Linked DNA regions of Sus scrofa: region 1 is linked to region 2. A link is a contact called in public Hi-C data. All regions are on one chromosome and are shown on one strand. The core of a region is the stretch at or near the end of the contact, and the rest is flanking DNA. Distances in the headings are between cores, read along the strand shown.

Evidence for each region. Hi-C and Micro-C count contacts between places; a contact is called where the count stands out from the background.
Region 1: a Hi-C map of skeletal muscle shows a contact between it and region 2, with 5 times the contacts expected there. The contact joins the promoter of C5H12orf57 here to the promoter of LPCAT3 in region 2. A contact is called at or near these places in 2 of 5 promoter capture datasets (both in liver), 6 of 47 Hi-C or Micro-C datasets (alveolar macrophages, blood, heart right ventricle and 2 more) and 2 of 2 datasets of contacts at active chromatin or transcription factors (alveolar macrophages and skeletal muscle).

What each region holds. Positions count from the first base shown.
Region 1 is chr5:63,779,385-63,786,910 of Sscrofa11.1, reverse strand. C5H12orf57 (chromosome 5 open reading frame, human C12orf57) reads left to right here and starts at 5,604. Exons shown (of 3, transcript NM_001243445.1): 1 at 5,604-5,961; 2 at 6,236-6,412; 3 at 7,172-7,401. The coding sequence starts at 5,910. The coding sequence ends at 7,323. ATN1 (atrophin-1) reads left to right here. Exons shown (of 10, transcript XM_003126540.5): 5 at 1-809; 6 at 974-1,196; 7 at 1,563-2,259; 8 at 3,393-3,536; 9 at 3,838-4,018; 10 at 4,188-4,747. The coding sequence ends at 4,221.
Region 2 is chr5:63,704,464-63,710,949 of Sscrofa11.1, reverse strand. It overlaps LPCAT3 (lysophospholipid acyltransferase 5), which reads right to left and starts at 3,276. Exons shown (of 13, transcript XM_003355593.5): 1 at 2,738-3,276. The coding sequence starts at 2,888.

The DNA.
Region 1 (7,526 bases), core at 4,355-6,854, 74 kb before region 2:
CAGCAGCAACAGCAACAGCAACAACATCATGGGAGCTCTGGTCCCCCTCCACCCGGAGCGTATCCTCACTCCCTGGAGAGCAATAGCTCCCACCATGCACACCCTTATGCCATGTCTCCCTCCCTGGGGTCTCTGAGGCCCTACCCGCCAGGGCCAGCACACCTGCCCCCACCTCATAGCCAGGTGTCCTACAGCCAAGCAGGCCCCAATGGCCCCCCAGCCTCTTCCTCTTCCAATTCCTCTTCCTCCTCTCAAGGGTCCTACCCATGTTCCCACCCGTCTCCTTCCCAGGGCCCCCAAGGGGCGCCCTACCCCTTCCCATCCGTGCCTCCGGTCACCACCTCCTCAGCCACACTTTCCACGGTCATTGCCACAGTGGCTTCCTCCCCAGCAGGCTACAAAACAGCCTCCCCACCCGGGCCCCCACCGTATGGCAAGAGAGCCCCATCCCCAGGGGCCTACAAGACCGCTACCCCACCCGGGTACAAGCCGGGGTCGCCGCCCTCCTTCCGAACCGCGACCCCGCCGAGCTATCGAGGCGCCTCGCCGCCCGCAGGCCCAGGGACCTTCAAGCCGGGCTCACCCGCCGTGGGGCCCGGGCCACTACCACCTGCGGGACCCTCGGGCCTGTCATCTCTGCCACCACCCACTGCGGCCCCCGCCTCAGGGCCACCCCTGAGCGCCACGCAGATCAAACAGGAACCCGCCGAAGAGTATGAGACCCCCGAGAGCCCAGCGCCCCCGGCCCGCAGCCCCTCACCCCCTCCCAAAGTGGTAGACGTGCCCAGCCACGCCAGCCAGTCGGCCAGGTGAGCACCAGGGCGGGATGCTGCGGGTGCGGGAGGGGCCTTGCGTTCGTGTGGCGCTTTTGAAAGTACCCCTGGCCCTGGCCTCGCCCAGGCAGCCCGCACCCGCCGATTCCAAGCGGGGCCGCTCGCAGGAGCTGAGCGCGCGCCGCTTCCGCGCCCGGCAGGTTCAACAAACACCTGGACCGCGGCTTTAACTCGTGCGCGCGCAGCGACCTGTACTTCGTGCCGCTAGAGGGCTCCAAGCTGGCCAAGAAGCGAGCCGACCTGGTGGAGAAGGTGCGGCGCGAGGCCGAGCAGCGCGCTCGCGAGGAAAAGGAGCGCGAGCGCGAGCGGGAACGCGAGAAGGAACGTGAGCGCGAGAAGGAACGCGAGCTGGAGCGCAGCGTGGTGAGTGCGTCAGCGCACGCGTGGCCCGCCCTCTGCGCGGCGCGAGCAGCCTCCGGGCGGGGTGGTCATGCGCCGCCCTGTCGGAGAGGAGGAACTATTGCAGCAGCCCGGGAGATGGAGACCCAGGGATTCCAGTGGGAGGAGTTGCATCCCGGGATTGGGGGGACGGTACGCTCAGGTCAGAGTACCTGTGGACCATAGGAAGGGCCACTGTCCTACGTAGGAAGGGAAGGGGTCTGGGGAGTCCCTGGTAGTCTGAGTTACAAGTTGAGGCTTTAGCCTGAGACAAGTGGTCAGCTGAGGGTCAGGACCGGCCATCTCTTCCCCACCTGCCCTTTTGACCCCGATGCTCCCTCTATCCAACAGAAGTTGGCTCAGGAGGGCCGTGCTCCAGTGGAATGCCCATCTCTCGGCCCGGTACCCCATCGCCCTCCATTTGAGCCGGGCAGTGCTGTGGCTACAGTGCCCCCCTACCTGGGTCCCGACACTCCAGCCCTGCGCACCCTCAGTGAATACGCCCGGCCCCACGTCATGTCTCCTGGCAATCGCAACCATCCATTCTACGTGCCCCTGGGGGCAGTGGACCCGGGGCTCCTGGGTTACAATGTCCCGGCCCTGTACAGCAGTGACCCAGCGGCCCGGGAGAGGGAGCGGGAAGCCCGTGAACGAGATCTGCGCGACCGCCTCAAGCCTGGCTTCGAGGTGAAGCCCAGTGAGCTGGAACCCCTACACGGGGTCCCTGGGCCAGGCCTGGATCCCTTCCCCCGACACGGGGGCCTGGCTCTGCAGCCTGGTCCACCTGGCTTGCACCCTTTCCCCTTCCATCCGAGTCTGGGGCCGCTGGAAAGAGAACGTCTAGCGCTCGCAGCTGGGCCAGCCCTGCGCCCTGACATGTCCTACGCTGAGCGTCTGGCAGCTGAGAGGCAGCACGCGGAAAGGGTAGCCGCCCTGGGCAACGACCCGCTGGCCCGGCTGCAGATGCTTAATGTGACCCCCCATCACCACCAGCACTCCCACATCCACTCTCACCTGCACCTCCACCAGCAGGATGCCATCCACGCAGGTGAGGCTCCAGTTCCCTGGCCCTGGCCCTGTGAGGCCACCTTGCCCCTTGGCAAGTGATGGGGCCCTTCTGTTCCTCAGGCGGGGATGTCCCTCCCCACCTCTGGCACAAGCCTCTCTCCTGAGACGGCTGCCCCTGTCCTTGCCTCCCCGGCCTGTCTCCTCCTGTCTTAGTGGTGCTACGAAGACCCTACCCTACACCCCAGTCCTCTTCAGGTCTGCCACCCACCCCCCAGAGACCCAAGGTGGAAACCTTTAAGGGAGCATGACCTTGAGGCCTGAGCCTGAGCCCTTCACAGAACTATCTTCTTGAAACCTTGGATTCAACTCTGGTTGTTTCTTGCCATTGTCTCCTGGCTGACGTGTTTCCTGTTCTTCTCCACTTTAAGATCCGTGACCTTCCAGAAAGAGTCCTATAGCTCTGGTTGTGGGATCATAGGTGACAGTGAGCTTCTCTCACTGTTCTCTCACAGTACTTCTTTTTTTTTTTTTGTCTTTTCACCTTTTCTAGGGCCGCTCCCGAGGCACATGGAGGTGCCCAGGCTAGGGGTCCAATTGGAGCTGGAGCCACCGGCCTACACCAGGGCCACAGCAACGCGGGATCTGAGCCACATCTGCGACCTACACCACAGCTCATGGCAACGCCAGATCCTTACCCCACTGAGCAAGGCCAGGGATCGAACCTGCAACCTTATGGTTCTTAGTCAGATTCGTTCACCACTGAGCCACGACGGGAACGCCTCACAGTACCTCTTTTCATCAGAACATTGCTCCATCTAGCCTCAGAGTCACATTCATTCCAGGCTCCGTTGCTTTCTCTCTCTTAAGCTCTCCTCTCCCTGTCTCGTTTTCTAAACTTCGTGTCCTCTTCCACCTTCTCTAAGCAGCCCACCCCCCTTTTCCTGTTCCTCAGATCCCTCTGACACCTGCCATCCCTACATCCTGACTCCAGTAGGGTCTTGCCCTGTCCATCTCCCAGGCCCCTGGTTCCTCCTTGGTGCCTCCTTAATGCCCTGGATCTCCCTGTGTTCGAATGTCCACCCCTCTTGCCAGGTGTGGATCCCTTCCCTCCCAAGTGCATGGTTTTCCCCAAACTTGCCTTCTCGTGACACCTTCCTCTTCTCTACCCTCCAGCCTCTGCCTCGGTGCACCCTCTCATTGACCCCCTGGCCTCAGGGTCTCACCTTACCCGGATCCCCTACCCAGCTGGGACCCTCCCCAACCCCCTTCTTCCTCACCCTCTGCACGAGAACGAAGTTCTTCGTCACCAGCTCTTTGGTAAGGATGGGGGTTGGGGGTGGGGGGGATTTCTGAGTGAAGGGCAGAAAGGAGGAAATTAGCCGGTGGGACTGGCCTTGCTGGACTTGGGGAGAGGTGAGGCGGTGTCCAGAGGAGCTGGGAATGGGAATAGGAGAGCTGAGGCCCTGCTCAAGAGGGGCGCAGGGTTAGGGCCAGGCTAAGGGCTCCTGCAGGACTGGCTGTCACATAAGTTGTTTAGTGTCTGTTTCCTCTGTGTGTCAAGGGGCCAGCTACCTCCTGGCCCTGCCGGTCATGTGCCCCCTGCCCTTCCTGCCCACAGCTGCTCCTTACCGGGACCTGCCAGCCTCCCTCTCTGCCCCAATGTCAGCAGCTCACCAGCTGCAGGCCATGCACGCGCAGTCCGCTGAGCTGCAGCGCTTGGCACTGGAGCAGCAGCAGTGGCTGCACGCCCATCACCCACTGCACAGTGTGCCGCTGCCTGCCCAGGAGGATTACTACAGGTACCACAGGGCACCCTAGGCCAGGCCAATGGGATGCTACTTAGCCCGTCTGGGATGGGGTGAGGCCCCCGAGGCAGGGAACCCCTCCCCCACCATCCTCTGTGAGAGAGGTCGGGTCAGGATGGGTCTCAGTCTCTCAGGCCCTGTTCTGCACCCCCTCTTCCCCCAGTCACCTGAAGAAGGAAAGCGACAAGCCGCTGTAGAACCTGCGACCAAGAGAGCACCCGCGGCCCCTGCATCTGGACTCTGGAGGCCTCCCTCCCCGCCTGCCACCCAGCCGAGAGGGGGTGCTGCTCAGCCCCAGGGCCTGGGGCTTCTGGGCTAGAGGGAGGAAGGAAGGGACAGATGGAAGGCCAAGGCTCCTGTGATGTGCGTGCGGAGGTGGGGAGGTGGAGGGGGTGGGGGCAGAAAGCGCACAGTTTCTTGGACCGCTCCCTCTCCCTTGTCCCCCGGCTTTCCCCCCCCTCCCCGCCCCCGCCCCCGTCCCCGCGGCCACCGCCCCTCCCCCACCCCGTTGGTGTGATTATTTCATCTGTTAGATGTGGCTGTTTTGCGTAGCATCGTGTGCCGCCCTGCCCCTCCCCAGTCCCCGTGTGCGCGCTCCCACTGCGATGTATGCCCCTGCCCCTCCCCCACATTAATAATTTATATATATAAATATCTATATGATGCTCTTTAAAAAATATCCCAAACAAAACCAACCAAACAAAAACATCCTCACGACTCCCCAGGAAGATGGCTGTGGCTGTTTCTTTGTGGGGTATGGGGGGCCGGGGTGGTGATGTGGGTCTCTGGGCAGCGGCGGCCCAGCGCCTAGAGAGAAAGCTACCGGACTACCGGAGGCTAGTCCGGAAGTGGATAGAGACCCCGGAGAGTTGGAGAGGGGAGCTGGAAGAGCCCAGGGCCTTGGAGACCTGGCTCCGCTGGAGTGGAGTCCCATCCTTCCAATGGTGGGCAGTCACGAAGCTGATGGCCTACGACAGGCAAGCCCCTGACTTGCTCCAGGAAACCGCTTAGACGGGTTTCTGTCACCGTGCCCGCAGCTAGGAGCCGCCAGAGACCTGAATTCTTAACGTAGAAGAGTTAGAAACTGATGAATTGGAGGGTCGGGGGCGTGGCTGCAATAGGTTAAAGCAATTGGAACCCTGAAGTCTTAAGCGCTCTAAGGTTTGAGGAGGGAGTGGGTGACAATTTCTAACGCCCTGAAGGGAAGGGAAATTATAGGGCGTTACTGCACACCCCTACACCAGGCCATTTTAGGAGAGCGCGAAAGCCGCTTTAGCGTCAAGTCTTCACTGCCGCGAGGCCCCGTCTCGGTTCTTAAAAAGGGGAGTGACTGGCTTCGCTCTCAGCCAATCGGCATCAAGTAATTTGCATAGACTCGTATCAAACGTTCCCAAACTCTAGAAACGAATGTTTAAGAGAGTTCTTTAGAATTCTGTTTTCACCTCTAAAAGTTACAATGTGCCTCGTTGTTTGTACAGCAATAGGAATTAGGAAACGCTGGTCGGAACTCACCCTCACTAATAGTGGAGTTTGCGGATATGCCGCCTTCTCGCCAGAGCTGTGCTCTCGTAGTGTACAGCTCTTTTAGAATTTGTCCAGCAGGTTTTCCGGTTTGTACCGGAAAACCCTTAATCCAGAGTGTATTCAACAATAGAAAGAGTTGGGGTGTAAGCGAGTTGGTGTCTGATTGACTGGTCTTAGTTAAATATCCGAGGTCTCAACCTGTTTCCGAGGGCGCGGGGAGGTTGGGACTCCATCAGTAAGCTTCCGGCTTCAGCTGATACAGCTTCCCTTCCACCCCCACCCGCCTGGGAAGCTGCACTAGGAGAAGGTTCGCTTTTCTGGAGTGTTTCCGTGGCGCCGCTGCACGTGCATCTTTTGTCCTATGGCGTCCGCCTCGGCCCAAGCCGCTGCTTTGAGCGCGGAACAGGCCAAGGGTGAGAATCCTCCTAGTTGCCGGGTGGGTAGTTGCCGGGTGGGCTTCCTGCCCGAGGAGGGTGCGGGCAGGAAATCACAGGCGAGAGATGTGACTGCATTCGCCGGGAACTGGGGGCGCGCGGTACCATCCTCCTTCAAAGAGGGGTCCTTGCTTCTTAAAGCGGGGGATTTGGGGGCCGAGTGATTCGGTTATTACGGCTTCAGGCCAGTAATTCCCTTGCCCTCTTCCTTGTGCCCTTTGTTCCGATGCCCTGTGCTGCATCCTTCGCACAGTGGTCCTGGCGGAGGTGATCCAAGCGTTCTCGGCCCCGGAGAACGCCGTGCGCATGGACGAGGCTCGTGATAACGCGTGCAACGACATGGGTAAGATGCTGCAATTCGTGCTGCCCGTGGCCACGCAGATTCAGCAGGAGGTTATCAAAGCCTATGGCTTCAGCTGCGACGGGGAAGGTAGGTCGGACTGGGGAGTGAAGGTAGCCTGGGTGGAGGAGAGGGCGATGGATCGTCGCGTCCCTGAGCCGTCGTCCCCTTTCTCGCCACATGGCGGCAGCCACAATCTAACAGTATTGGCACTTAGAACCCAGGGTCTACTGTGAACTTGAGCCAGGTGAAGTCTTAAGTGCATTTTGTAGTTACCATTAATTATATTGCTATCCCATTTTAAGATGAGGAAACAGACTGTAGTAGTAAACCAAGTTGGCAGGTCACAGCAGAGCTGAAACCTAACCCCGTTTTGATAGCTTTTAGTGAGATGTCTGCATGACAGCAACTTTCTGCAGCCCCTCCAAGCAGTTCCAGCTGATCTCTCGGGGTTGGCTGTTCAGTTTATTGAACCGGGTGTTTATTAATTCAGCCCTGCTGGCCCAGAGCTCTCTTCTGTCCTGGCTATGGACTGGCAATCTGGTTGATGTGCATCCTTTGTGCTCTTGTGACTAAATTGTTAAAATGGTTCACGTGATAGGGGTGAACACACTGCTTTGAGATATTTTCATTCACTGCATCCCAGCCAGTTGTGTCCAGTGTAGACTGGGAAGGGGTTGATCCAGACCACACAGGGCAAAGACCTGCATGAGTCTTGTTTTGCAGACAGCTAGCTATCTGGCCGGGGGGTGGGGTGGGCAGCAGCTAGTGACTCGGGCTGCCCCCTCCTGCTGTCCTGGGCTCCTCCAGCCCCTGGGGGTGAGGGTTGACGTTCTGCTCCCCTTGCAGGTGTTCTTAAGTTTGCCCGCTTGGTCAAATCTTACGAAGCTCAGGATCCTGAGATCGCCAGCCTGTCTGGCAAGCTGAAGGCGTTGTTCCTGCCGCCCATGACCCTGCCGCCCCACGGACCTGCTTCGGGTGGCAGCGTGGCCGCCTCCTGAAGGTTGGCCCTCCCGTGGCACTGCCCGGGAAGGGAAGACCTTGGTGTTCTGGAGGATAATAAATGTGCCTGGGACTTAGTCTTGGCGTCAGTCTTAGTCTTGGCGTCAGTCTTTTGTGACCCTGACAACCCCTACATCCTGGCCCAGTTCCCTCAGCCTTTCAGGCCGCTCTGGCTCCCTGTCCAGATCCTTCCTGTGCTCCG
Region 2 (6,486 bases), core at 2,027-4,526:
TGCATTTGGGTGTTTCTAACCCAAATTAATCTCGCTCGTAGAAAGGGAGGCAGAAGTCATTTTGGTCTGGAGGCCTTCTTGGTACCTCAAACGAGGACTTCCTCCAGGATCCCAGTCCCCCAGGAGAGATGGTTCAGGAACCAGGTACTCTATTGCTGAAAGGCTGCTGGTTTCTAGGTTACAATACACAGAAGTGATGTTACCTTTCTAAGAGAAATATATTTACAACCAGAATGCACCCTTTCTTCCAGGCCCTTGTCAAGCCTATCAACTTATGTATGTATGTATTTAACCTGAACCTAGAAAATACAACCCCATGACTGCTCTGAGGCAATGTGAACCCCGTGTTGATCTAAAAATCAGATACACTATGAGTGACTGAAGGCAGTGGGACCTGTGAGATAGGAAGCGGGGATGTGGGAAATGGCAGAAGAATGGGCAAGGGGGCTCAGGAGTGTGGGAGAGGTATTATATCAAGTGTTTATTACTTTGATGACTGGTGGTAATGAGAATGAGAGTAGAGAGAGAGAGATGGAGAAAACAACTTTCTGGACTGTTGTAGTATACAGGAATCTACCAGGAGTGCACAGGCTGTTATGTCAGCACTGAAAGGACAGATTCCAAGTCCTAATTCCAGGCCCCACTCCATTTAACAGGCTACCCCTTATAATTTGTTACTTGTGTTACAGTCTTAATTTATTGTTGAGAAATCAACAGTGAGCTTCTTAATGAATAAAATGTAAATGCCTTTTTTTTTTTTTTCTATTTTAGGGCCGTACTCGAACATATGGAGGTTCTCAGGTTAGAGGTCGAATTGGAGCCATAGCCACAGCAACTCCGGATCTGAACCACACCTGCTACCTACACCACAGCTCTCGGCAACTCCAGATCCTTAACCCACTGAGCGAGGCCAGGGCAGAACCCGAATTCTCATGGATCCTAGTCGGGTTTGTTAATTGCTGAGCCATCAAGGGAACTCCGAAATGTAAACACTCTTAATTGTCAACTACAATCTCCAAGAAATAACCAGGTTAGAAACAAGGGTGAAGAAGTAGGAAGTTCAAAGCTGGTGTGGTGCAAAGAACCCTGGACTGAGGTACTGATAAACTGGGTTAGATCTGGGTGACACTAAGCAAGTCACACAAGTTAAAGTCCCCTCTACCTCTAAAATTTTACAGGGAGTTCCTGTTGTGGTGCAGTGGAAATGAATCTAACTAGTATCCATGAGGATGTGGGTTTGATCCCTGGCCTCGCTCAGTAGGTCGGGGATCCGGAGCTGCTGTGGCTGCGGTGTAGGCCAGCTGCCGTAGCTCCGATTGGACCCCTAACCTGGGAACCTCCATATGCCGAGGGTTCAGCGCTAAAAGGCAATAAAATAAAATACAATTTTACAATTCTATAAGGGAGAGAAAATGTGACCCTCATTTGGAAGAAAGGAAGATTGTCTAGGTTTGATGTGTAATAGGTGAAGGACGTGATATTACCCAAGGTTGTTTAAATATGAATTAATGCTTCTCCCATTATCTAGATCTAGTTAACACCCTTAGATGATATTAAATGTCAGCATCTCTACTGACTACTGGATAAATTCCAAATTTCTTTCTGGCATTTAAGGCTTTCCACATCTGCCCAACTTTATCTCAAATTTCTTGTAGTGCAGACCTGCTCTTGCCCCTCTGTTTTGTTTGCTAAATTCCTCCCACCCCTGCTCTCCTAAAGTCCCATAACCTTCATAAAATCTTCCAACTACTCAAATATTGACAAATCAGCTCCTAACTTTTGAATTCCTACAAGACTTTACAGCAATCCTATCAGATAGGCATTATTGTCCTCATTTCATAAATAAGAACACTGAGACTCAGACAGGTTATGTGGTTGGCCCGGGGTCCCACAGTTTGTAAGCAGCAGCAAGGCTGGATCTGATTCGTTTGCCTTCTAAGTCTACACACTTTTTTCCCCCCTCATTGTCATGCTGCTTCCTTGTATTAAAAAAACCATGGAGGAAGAATGCAATAAAAAAGCCTATAAACCAGGTATAACACAGTCTGTTGTGACATAAATTCAGATATACCACATCCTTTGAACCACGTGGATAACAACCGCTTGGGGTAGCATGGATAGTTTTTAAGGGGTTGCCAGTCCTGTTTCCCAAGCCCAGTACTAAAATGATATTCCAGGGTAAATGACAGGTGGGTGGTTAAGGAAAAGAAAAAGCAATATGGTATAAGAAGAAAACACGAGAAACTGGACAAAAAGAGGAAAGTGTAATACAAGCTGGCAATGCACAAAATAGAGATTCAGAATGTGCAAGTATGGAGCGTGGGGCTGAGGGGGCCCTTAGGACTAAAATAGCTAAGTTAGGGGGCCTATACCTGCCAATAAGAAGCGCGCGTGTGAGAGGGTTGATATTAATACCAGCAGTACACATGGACAGAGAGTAGAACTCAAGAGAGACAAATAAGGACAGGTCGTGGGGACACCGGATAGAGCATGGCAGGATGAGAGGGTGGTGGCGCCAAATGAGGGGCCAGAAGGGTACAGTAGGGGTCGAAGGGAAAGGTGAAGAGGTTCAGAGGGCACAGCGCCCCCAGACTCGAGACTAGACTTGTATCCCTCTCCAGAGCTGGTTGGTGTGTTCTAGGATTCACATTCGCACCCCACACAGCCCTCCCGGTGGGGCCGGGAAGAGGGGGAGGTCACGCCCCGGTTCCCCGGGGACTCCGCGAGGGGTCCTTACCTAGGAAGATGGAGAGGATGAGCCGCAGCGCCTGTTCTGACGCGCCCAGGGACGTCGCCAACTTGTTAAGGCTCAGCTCCTGGAGAACCCACCGCAGCACTCCTGCCAGCTCCACCACCGCTCCCACGTCCCCCTCGGCTGCGGACGCCATCTTAGCTCCGGGCGCCCCCCAGGGACCCCTCGGCTCCGCGCGCCCCGAATGTGGGCACAACGCTGGAGCTTCACCCCCAATTCCGGCCCGGAGCCCGCCCACGGCGTGCGCATTGGCTGTGGGCCCGCCCAGCGGCTTCAGACTCAGCCGATCATTGGCCGGCCCGGGAAGGGGGCGGGGCCTCACGCAGCAAGGTAGGCAGGGGGCGGGGCTGAGCGGTTGTAAGGCAAAGGTGACTCTGGCCAGAATGAACGCGGGGCAGGCCGGGGGCGGGGCTTGGTACAGGGAACCAGACCTGCGATTGGAAAAGTCTGAAGCAGCGCCTGTACAACTCAGTTCCAGCAGCTCAGGGGAGGAGTCGGGGCGTGCTGGTGTCCGGCCGGCTCGTGCACTGCCTCCCTATTGGCTGAGACGGAGCAGGCGAGAGTCGGGGCGGGGGGGTGCCGTCACCCGACCGCGAGGTTACTCTCGGTCGCCGGCGCGCCGGGGTTACTGGGGCATGTAGCGGGAGGGCGGGAATTTCTGCGGCGGCCTCGCAAGCGCCTCCTAACGGCGCCGCCGGCCGTTCTTAAACCGTTAGATACGCCGCCGCCTTCCCTCCCAGGCTTTGCCTGCTCCTATTTCCTGCTACGTCCTGTATTAAAATGTTACCTCGAGGGATGAAATTGATATGCCGATTTAATCATTATTTTAATTAAAAATTGAACTAGTTTGTCACTATTACAGGTACAAGGTAAAAGAGCAAAGAGGGTAGAAACTGAGGACAAAATAAAAGCCCTTTTTTCCCACCTTGCTTCTCATTCTTACTTTGTACAGGTAACCACTATTTCAGATAAGAAAAGCAAAATGTGGAGTTCCCATTGTGGCACAGCGGAAACGAATTTTACTAGTATCCGTGAGGATGCCGGTTTGATCCCTGGCCTTGCTAAGTGGGTTAAGAATCCGGTGTTGGGATGAGCTATGGTGTAGGTCACAGACTCAGCTGGAATATGACGTTGCTGTGGCTGTGGTGTAGGCCAGCAGCTGTAGTTCTGATTCAGCTCCTAGCCTGGGAACTTCCATATGTCAGGAGTGCAGCCCTAAAAAGCAAAACAAACCAACAAACACCTTAGAATAACAAAATGTGCCAAGACCAGTGCTGGACCCAATGCCATGGAGTGTGGATTGATGGTAATATAAAGCGATCCTGGACTTATAATTGCAAACTAGGGGAAGTGTCCCTGAAGGAAAGGGACAAGTTCCTATGAGAGTATGTAACAAAGGAACACCAAGAGTTTCCAGTAATAGCTGGAATTTGTGGAGCATCGGTGCACAATTAACCGCTTACACTGCTATAGCACTTCACACTTTGTGCAGCACTGATATCCACAGTAGTTCACTTAATTGATTATGAAACAGGATATTTATTATTATGATATCCTCTTACAGATGCAGAGGCTTGGAGAAATTAAGGAAAGTGGCAGGGACAACTGAAACCCAAGTCTGTTAAACTTCACTTCCCTCCCCCTTTGTGGGAAGAAAATATAAAAAATAAGAAATATTCAGAAAAGTCAAGAATAATATAACTTGGAGTTCCCATGGTGGCTCAGCAGTTAACAAGCCCGACAAGGATTCATGAAGAAGTGGGTTCGCTCCCTGGCCTCGCTCAGTGGATTAAGGATTAAGCATGGCTGTGGCTGTGGTGTAGCCCGGCAGCTGCAGATCCGATTCAGCCCCTAGTCTGGGAACCTCCGTATGCCACCAGTACGGCCCTAAAAAAAAAAAAAAAAAAAAAAAGTAGTAATATCACTTCCCACAGGTTAAGAAACAAACATCACATGTACAGCTGAAGAGCCTGATGTATCTCTTCCTGTGGCATTTCCCTCCTTCTCTTGTTGGAAGTCACCATCTTGCTGACTTTGGTACTTATCAACCCCATGCCTACTATGATGCTTTATACAATGTCTATATCTGGAAACAATTATAGTTTTGCATGCTTTTAAACTTTATATTATAAAATATTACAGTGAATGTATCATTTTGCTACTTGTTTTTATGCTTAACATCTTTATTGAGTGGTATTCACATTCTTTTTTTTTTTTTTTTTTTGCCATTTCTAGGGCTGCTTCTGTGGCATATGGAGGTTCCCAGGCTAGGGGTCGAATCGGAGCTGTAGCCACCAGCCTATGCCAGAGCCACAGCAACGCGGGATCTGAGCTGAGTCTGCAACCTACACCACAGCTCACGGCAAGGCCGGATCCTTAACCCACTGAGCAAGGCCAAGGATCGAACCTGCAACCTCATGGTTCCTAGTTGGATTCGTTAACCACCAAGCCACGACAGGAACTCTGGTATTCATATTCTTACATGTAGCTCTGATGCAATCATTTTAACTGTGATATAATAATTGCACTGTATGATTATTCACAATTTTTCATGGTCATGTTGAGGAATACTGGAATCGTTTCTTATTTGTGTATGTCTTTTACTACAAACATTGCTGTTGTGGACATTCTCCATTAAACAACAGTGAAACTTTCTCTAGGGCTGTAGCTCCAAACTTTTTTTTTTTTAATTAACTAGGATCCACTGTAGGAAACACATTGTTATACTCACATATTCATACACTACACAACAAATGTGTATACTACTCACACTACACACACACGCTACATACTGCAGTGCTATGTATGTATTCTCTGATCATTTCTCATCTATTTTTTTTTTCTTTTTATGGCCACTCCTGTGGCATATGGAAGTTCCTGGGCTAGGGGTTGAATAGGAGCTGCAACTGCTGGCCTGCATCACAGCATAGCAGTGCCAGATCCAAGCCGCCTGTGTGACCTATACCTCGGCTTTCAGCAACATAAGATCTTTAGCCCACTCAAGGCCAGGGATCGAACCTGCATCCTCACGGACACTATGTCAGGTTCTTAACCCACTGAACCACAATGGGAACTCCTATTTTAATTCATTAAAAATTTGCTGATCACAGAGATCCCGTCGTGGCACAGTGGAAATGAATCCGACTAGGAACCATGCGGTTATGGGTTCGATCCCTGACCTCGCTCAGTGGGTTAAGGATCTGGTGTTGCCATGAGCTGTGGTGTAGGTCAGATGTTGCTGTGGCTGTGGCGTAGGCTGGCAGCTGTAGCTCCAATTAGATTCCTGGCCTGGGAACCTCCATATGCCGTGGGTGCGGCCCTAAAAAGAAAAAAAAAGTGCTGATCAGGATTCACCAACTTGATTTTTTTTTTTTTTTCTTTTTTGGCTTCAACCAAAGCATGCAGAAGTTCCCATGCCAGGGATGGAACCCTGTCACAGCAGCGACCTGAGCCACCAGGGAACTCCTTTTGTTTATTTGTTTTTAGGATCCACTAACTTGATATCACCACCTACTAGTAGTTCATGATTCTCAGTGCAGAAAACTCCCTTCTAAGGTCTGTAATCAGAAGGGGAATTATGAGTTATAAGGTTTGCACACCTTCAATTTATGAGATTTTTCTTAACTGAACTGTTTGGCTATATGTTATTTAAGACCTTTAAAATCTTTGATTTGCAGAATAAGTAAACAATTTGTTAAAGGATCTAGGCAGCTAGACTGTGTTTAAAAATAGAG